Regions from separate parts of the Mus musculus genome. Here region 1 is linked to region 2. A link is a contact called in public promoter capture Hi-C data. All regions are on one chromosome and are shown on one strand. Each heading gives the region's core, a stretch centred on a gene start, on an enhancer-like site or on the middle of the called end of the contact. The rest is flanking DNA. Distances are from core to core; before and after follow the strand shown.

The links. Promoter capture Hi-C pulls out the DNA fragments that hold promoters and counts their contacts.
Region 1: a promoter capture Hi-C map of pre-B cells shows a contact between it and region 2, with 3 times the contacts expected there. The contact joins the promoter of Kdm5a here to the promoter of Setd5 in region 2. A contact is called at or near these places in 2 of 39 promoter capture datasets (cranial neural crest and pre-B cells) and 1 of 484 Hi-C or Micro-C datasets (pre-pro-B cells).

The regions. Positions count from the first base shown.
Region 1 is chr6:120,362,757-120,366,864 of GRCm38.p6, reverse strand. It overlaps Kdm5a (lysine (K)-specific demethylase 5A), which reads right to left and starts at 2,766. Exons shown (of 28, transcript NM_145997.2): 1 at 2,087-2,766; 2 at 218-295. The coding sequence starts at 2,251. It also overlaps a transcript of Ccdc77 not described here.
Region 2 is chr6:113,075,910-113,079,696 of GRCm38.p6, reverse strand. Setd5 (SET domain containing 5) reads right to left here and starts at 2,058. Exons shown (of 22, transcript NM_028385.1): 1 at 1,985-2,058. Gt(ROSA)26Sor (gene trap ROSA 26, Philippe Soriano) reads left to right here and starts at 2,453. Exons shown (of 3, transcript NR_027010.1): 1 at 2,453-2,523.

The sequences.
Region 1 (4,108 bases), core at 1,517-4,016, 7.3 Mb before region 2:
TCAAAGTTCTCTATCTAAAATCCTAAAGTAATTAATAAAAGTAAATTAAGTTTTGGCAAAAAATAAAATAAAATCCTAAGATAAGCCATCAGGAGGATGGAGCTATATAAAGTCATGACAGAGCTTTTGCTTAGTCTGTGTGAAGCCCTGAGTCCCAAACACCACCACCACTAAGGAAAGAAAAAAGAGAAAGCAGAAATACTGGTCTAATACTCACCTCAAGTTCATTCAGGCGCTGGACTCTAGGAGTGAAACGGAAGGTTTTTACTTCACAGGCAAATGGAGGTTGCCAATCCTAAATAGAAAGAATTATTCTGGTCATTTAGCATGGAGCTGCCACAAATCATAGCATATCTAAGTCTTCACTATAGAGACAAAAAAAAAAAAAAAAGCAAGCAATGTTCTTATAATTTACATTTTAATATTACTTGGAAAAGCAATTCTCATTCCACAATATACAGTTACACTCTCCAAGGTTATTCAGGAAGAATACAATGAGCTTGTCAAATGCAAAAACAGTGTCCAATAAACACACAAGTTTACCAAGTAAAACTTAAAAAGAAAGAAAAAAATCCACTGACTCGGGTATGGCACATGGCCATAATTCTAGTACTCTGAAGTAGAGGCAGGAGGCTTAAAAGTTCCAAATCAGCCTAGGTTACAGAGCCTGACCATCTTAACAACAAGGACAAAAGTCATCTGGGTGCCTGCTAGGGAAGAGAACCGTAGAACCAAATAAATGACATCTGCAGCCACACTTTGGTTCTACTTTAATAAGGCACAGGGATCTCTTCTAAACAACATCCAGTTGACGCTGGTGCTCATTTTTCAGCAACATTTGGACAAGGTTTTTCTCCCATGTTAGTGAGGATGGAAGCCTGGGCCTTGCAGCATTCTCCCACACCAACAACATTATTTGGAAAACACCTAATATTTTTTTTTTTTAAAAAAACAAAACCACCCTTTGACCTTGAGCATATAACTTAACCTCCGAGGGAATTAATTCCACTCATTACCGGGTATCATTTGCTTTCCTAACCTTAGAAAGTGAGGTTAATTAACCAATTTATAGGCAAACTTGATTATTTATAGTACAGTTTGGGAATCTTTGTCCCTTACTTTCTTATTTCTTACATATAGAGATTTCAACGTTTTCTTCCATCACCATTCATTGGCCAATTCTTTCTAAACCTCTACATTAAAAAAACAAAAACAAAAACAAAAAATTAATGCTCTTTATCTTTCTCAAGGATGCCTCCTTGTTGCAGTAATAATTAGCGTGGGGGTTCTAGTCTAGTGACATCACCCTGTAGACAACCTGAGTTCGGATTACTAAATTTAAGAAACCCGAGTAGTGGCCTGCAAAGGTTTGATAAACTGAACATCAGTAGGCTTGGACACAAAAACGGTCGACATTAGTGGGGTTTTTTTTAACACGCAAACAGAAAGATGGTGCGTGAGCTGATGACAGGACACTTCAAACGCCTTTCCCTAGGAAGGGCCTGAAGCCTTTTGTTATCCTTACCTCCAATCCACACTACAATATCCGTGCCCAATAAGTTCTGGGAAGGAAAAGGTCCCAGAGACACCTCTTTCTGTCTTTTGAAGGGGGACCTGAGAAGCGATGCGATGGCCCAGTCGTCAGGCCAAAGCCTGACAATCTTGAGTTCGAGCCCGGAGACCCACAACCCCCACAACGCAGGAAGAGAATCGACTCCTACAAAATGTCCTCTGACCCCTCCGCGAGCGCTCTCTCGCTCTCCTCCCCTCTCTCCCTCTCTCTGTCTGTCTGTCTCTCTGTCTGTCTGTCTCTCTCTCTCTCTCTCTCTCTCTCTCTCTCTCACACACACACACACACACACACACACACACTCACACGCGATCAAATAAAATGTCAAAGTGGACGTGAAACTGCGTTCAGAAACCAGGGCAAAAAACATCCTCAAAAGTGGCCTCGGGACACCAAGAGAGGAGGGAGGGGCCCCCGGAGAGCACGGAAGACCCCCAAAGAGGAAAGCCACGGGGAGGAGGAGGACCGTCCCGCCGCCCCAGCACGCCCCCCGTCCCCGCCCTCAGGCGACGCTACCTTGGGTGGCCGGATTTTGCAGATGCCCGTTTTCTCCGCAAAGGGCCGGATGCGCCCGATAAAACTCAGCGGGTCTGTGAACTCCTCCCAACTGGGCTCAAAGACCGGGCACTCGGGCGGTGGCACGAACTCCGCCGCGTAGCCCCCCGGGCCCACGGACGCCATGGTCACCAAAAAATAAAATAAAAAGCCAGGGGGGCCTGAGGTGCACAAGCGAGGAAAGGCTTGGCTGACGGCCACCAAAGCCCTCTCACGTCCCCGCACTGGGGCCGCAGCGCATCTTCTTAGGACGAGAACGAGTCCTCACAGGAGCGCCAGCCGCTCTCCCTCCGCTCGTTTGTTATTGTTTCCTTCAGGGCTTTTCCTCTCAGGGGCAGGACGCTCCCGGAAGTTAACGTGCTGCTAAATCAGTCCGCCACCGCAGGAAACAAAATCCCACCGCCGCCACGTCTAGTCGGGTCTTCTCTCCTCGCTCCCTTCCATGACGGCCGGCGGAGCTTTTTTGTTTTATTTTGGTTTTTTGTTTTCTCACAGCTTGCCTGTCAAAGTTCTGCGCCCTCCGTCCACCCCGGGTGCGCGGCCCCTCAAGGCGCCGCGACCTCTCTCGAGGAGAGGCGAGGGAAAAGCTACCCCGCAAGGTGGAACGCGCGCTTCCGGCGCGCGGAGGAATGTGTAATGCCTCGGAGAGCAGAGGTACTGCTTCCGGTAAGGGGCTTCCGGTTCCTCTTTGTGTCGGGGGTGGGGACACGAACGCAAGGTGGGCCCCTCCGTGGCTAGTCGGCCGGGTTTGTTCGTTCTCCGAGACCTGTTTTTAACATCGTTGTCTAGGTTTGGACAAGTGACGAACTCTTGGCCGAGTTTCCGCGTCTCCGTTTCCTTCTTTCGAATGCTAGTCTTGTACAACTCGTTTCGCTCGGTCGCCTTCGTACGGGTTTCTCGCTTCTCCGTGACCAATAGGTTTCAGCCCAATTCCGTCATTACATGGGCCGGCCTTCACCACCAGCTGCGACTTGCTTTTTCTCACGACACTGGGAACCTACCCATAGAGGGCCTGGCCTTGCTAGTCTAGCTGTTGGCAGCCATCCCGAAACCGTATTTGAGTAGTAAGCAGGGCCTGAAAACGCTTGCTTTGTAACCAACCCATTTCAGTTTGGTATGAAACTGGTCACCTTGTCAGAAACCTCTACTTGGAAGGCCGGGCATAGTTGCACACGCATAGAGTTCCGATCAGCAATGGCTGGTTTAAAAAAAAAAAAAGCCACGTTTCTGGTATACGGTCCTACAGTTCCTTTATGCGTCTAAGCCTGACTCTACAAGGTTGAAGGCAAGAACCGGCTCCAAAGTTATCCTGTGCCCTCCACATCCATATACCTTTATGGTGATGAAGGTAGATGCTTTAGGGGCAGTTCGAGCTGCATATGAATTTGAGGCCTGATTAGGCTACGGGAGACCTTGTAAGTAAGGAAAATCCCTGTGTGGTGGCTCAGGACTATAAACTCAATTCTGGGGAAGGAGATGTAGAAAGAGCACCATAAGGCCACATGGTACACTTATCGAGTTCCAGAATGGTCAAGAATACGGGGTAAGGGCCAGAACAGTGGCTCAGCTGTGAAGGGCACTTGCCACCAAGCTTGAAATCCTAAGTTTGATTCCTGGAACCCCATGGTTAAAGGAGAGAACTGAAAGCTGACCTCACCTTCACGCCAGGTCCACATACATTCATCTACAAATTCACACATTAAGTAATCAAAGGCTGGGGGGGTTGGAGTGGGGGGGTGGCTATCAGGTAAAACGCTGACTCATAAATAAAGGTTCTATTCTGCTAGTCAGGATCAGGAATGCAAGGAAATGGACTCAGGCTAGTTTGTTCAATTACTTTCTGTACTAGAAATTGAACCCAAGTCCTTGAACATATTAGGTAAATGTGTCCTGAGCTGTAACTCCAGTATAGTCTCCATTTCTTGCTTAAAGAAAAAAGGGAAAAAGTGATATACAGAGAAAAAATGGACATAGGAAGGTATG
Region 2 (3,787 bases), core at 809-3,308:
CTTCCCTGGAGACAGCAGCCAGCACTACTCAAGCTTCTCACGTAGCAACCAGAGCTCCAGAGCCAGCAGCTGCTGCCGCCTTGTATACTCACTCCTGTGATCCAACACAGGAGCAACCTTTTCTTTACCCCACCCCCACTTCTTAACACACTTTTTTTTGGGGGGGGGGGGGAACAAGTGCTCCATGCTGGAAGGATTGGAACTATGCTTTTAGAAAGGAACAATCCTAAGGTCACTTTTAAATTGAGGTCTTTGATTTGAAAATCAACAAATACCAAATTCCAAATATTCGTTTTAATTAAACCAGCAATGTGGATATAAGCATTAAGTTTTAGTTTTAAAAAGGTCAATTTTCCAAACATTCAGCAATCATATTTAAATTTACAGCTAGGAACAAGAGCCTTGGGTCATGTCCTACCAAAGAACATAACTCAATATTCTACACATGACAATCTGAATAACCTTAAAGCCTCTAATCCCATAACAGGCCACAAATTTTGGACAGAGAACTAATGATCCTCCTGAGAAAACTGGAAGAAATCCAGGGAAAAGAAATTCCTGTGTCCTCCAAACTCAGAAATCTCTAATTATGTCAGTATTCTCTGCTTTAGTCCTAGGTCAGATTGCACACATCTAAAATAACCTCTTAAAGTTTTCCTCCTAGCGACCTAAACCATTATTAATATCAAATTAACCATCAAAACACTTTCCTCTCAATATGCTGCACACAAACCTCCTCCTGGAACCTCCTCCATCTGGATCCTCCCCAATCAAAAGTATAGGTATTTAACATATAAGCAAGGAAGTAATGTAAACATGACCTTGGTCACAAATATGTCATCTAAAAACAATTTAGTCAAGGTATGGAGGAAATTCGAGAACCTGAATCTTTTTAAGTATTTTGAGCACAGGAACAATTGGCAAAAGGAATCCAGGTATAGACAAAACCCAGAGCCCAGAGCTCTGGGCGAAAAATGAGTTGCTGGTGAAGACGTTACACAAGTAACATGAGAAAGCAGAAAATGCAGGTCATCCACGCACCCCTGACCCAGGCCAGCAGGGCGGGCTGCAGCATCAGTACACAGGAGAAAGATCCTTATTCCTAAGAATGAGAAAGGCAAAGGCGCCCGATAGAATAAATTAGCATAGAAGGGGCTTTCCCAGGAGTTAAAACTTTCCTTCTGAGCGATTACCTACTAAAACCAGGGCTTTTGCCCACTACCATTTACCTAGGATCTTGGCTTGCACGGATTCATAGGGGCATATCCCTCCCCCTCTTCTTTAGAGTCGTTCTTAAAAGATCGCTCTCCACGCCCTAGGCAGGGAAAACGACAAAATCTGGCTCAATTCCAGGCTAGAACCCTACAAATTCAACAGGGATATCGCAAGGATACTGGGGCATACGCCACAGGGAGTCCAAGAATGTGAGGTGGGGGTGGCGAAGGTAATGTCTTTGGTGTGGGAAAAGCAGCAGCCATCTGAGATAGGAACTGGAAAACCAGAGGAGAGGCGTTCAGGAAGATTATGGAGGGGAGGACTGGGCCCCCACGAGCGACCAGAGTTGTCACAAGGCCGCAAGAACAGGGGAGGTGGGGGGCTCAGGGACAGAAAAAAAAGTATGTGTATTTTGAGAGCAGGGTTGGGAGGCCTCTCCTGAAAAGGGTATAAACGTGGAGTAGGCAATACCCAGGCAAAAAGGGGAGACCAGAGTAGGGGGAGGGGAAGAGTCCTGACCCAGGGAAGACATTAAAAAGGTAGTGGGGTCGACTAGATGAAGGAGAGCCTTTCTCTCTGGGCAAGAGCGGTGCAATGGTGTGTAAAGGTAGCTGAGAAGACGAAAAGGGCAAGCATCTTCCTGCTACCAGGCTGGGGAGGCCCAGGCCCACGACCCCGAGGAGAGGGAACGCAGGGAGACTGAGGTGACCCTTCTTTCCCCCGGGGCCCGGTCGTGTGGTTCGGTGTCTCTTTTCTGTTGGACCCTTACCTTGACCCAGGCGCTGCCGGGGCCTGGGCCCGGGCTGCGGCGCACGGCACTCCCGGGAGGCAGCGAGACTCGAGTTAGGCCCAACGCGGCGCCACGGCGTTTCCTGGCCGGGAATGGCCCGTACCCGTGAGGTGGGGGTGGGGGGCAGAAAAGGCGGAGCGAGCCCGAGGCGGGGAGGGGGAGGGCCAGGGGCGGAGGGGGCCGGCACTACTGTGTTGGCGGACTGGCGGGACTAGGGCTGCGTGAGTCTCTGAGCGCAGGCGGGCGGCGGCCGCCCCTCCCCCGGCGGCGGCAGCGGCGGCAGCGGCGGCAGCTCACTCAGCCCGCTGCCCGAGCGGAAACGCCACTGACCGCACGGGGATTCCCAGTGCCGGCGCCAGGGGCACGCGGGACACGCCCCCTCCCGCCGCGCCATTGGCCTCTCCGCCCACCGCCCCACACTTATTGGCCGGTGCGCCGCCAATCAGCGGAGGCTGCCGGGGCCGCCTAAAGAAGAGGCTGTGCTTTGGGGCTCCGGCTCCTCAGAGAGCCTCGGCTAGGTAGGGGATCGGGACTCTGGCGGGAGGGCGGCTTGGTGCGTTTGCGGGGATGGGCGGCCGCGGCAGGCCCTCCGAGCGTGGTGGAGCCGTTCTGTGAGACAGCCGGGTACGAGTCGTGACGCTGGAAGGGGCAAGCGGGTGGTGGGCAGGAATGCGGTCCGCCCTGCAGCAACCGGAGGGGGAGGGAGAAGGGAGCGGAAAAGTCTCCACCGGACGCGGCCATGGCTCGGGGGGGGGGGGGCAGCGGAGGAGCGCTTCCGGCCGACGTCTCGTCGCTGATTGGCTTCTTTTCCTCCCGCCGTGTGTGAAAACACAAATGGCGTGTTTTGGTTGGCGTAAGGCGCCTGTCAGTTAACGGCAGCCGGAGTGCGCAGCCGCCGGCAGCCTCGCTCTGCCCACTGGGTGGGGCGGGAGGTAGGTGGGGTGAGGCGAGCTGGACGTGCGGGCGCGGTCGGCCTCTGGCGGGGCGGGGGAGGGGAGGGAGGGTCAGCGAAAGTAGCTCGCGCGCGAGCGGCCGCCCACCCTCCCCTTCCTCTGGGGGAGTCGTTTTACCCGCCGCCGGCCGGGCCTCGTCGTCTGATTGGCTCTCGGGGCCCAGAAAACTGGCCCTTGCCATTGGCTCGTGTTCGTGCAAGTTGAGTCCATCCGCCGGCCAGCGGGGGCGGCGAGGAGGCGCTCCCAGGTTCCGGCCCTCCCCTCGGCCCCGCGCCGCAGAGTCTGGCCGCGCGCCCCTGCGCAACGTGGCAGGAAGCGCGCGCTGGGGGCGGGGACGGGCAGTAGGGCTGAGCGGCTGCGGGGCGGGTGCAAGCACGTTTCCGACTTGAGTTGCCTCAAGAGGGGCGTGCTGAGCCAGACCTCCATCGCGCACTCCGGGGAGTGGAGGGAAGGAGCGAGGGCTCAGTTGGGCTGTTTTGGAGGCAGGAAGCACTTGCTCTCCCAAAGTCGCTCTGAGTTGTTATCAGTAAGGGAGCTGCAGTGGAGTAGGCGGGGAGAAGGCCGCACCCTTCTCCGGAGGGGGGAGGGGAGTGTTGCAATACCTTTCTGGGAGTTCTCTGCTGCCTCCTGGCTTCTGAGGACCGCCCTGGGCCTGGGAGAATCCCTTCCCCCTCTTCCCTCGTGATCTGCAACTCCAGTCTTTCTAGAAGATGGGCGGGAGTCTTCTGGGCAGGCTTAAAGGCTAACCTGGTGTGTGGGCGTTGTCCTGCAGGGGAATTGAACAGGTGTAAAATTGGAGGGACAAGACTTCCCACAGATTTTCGGTTTT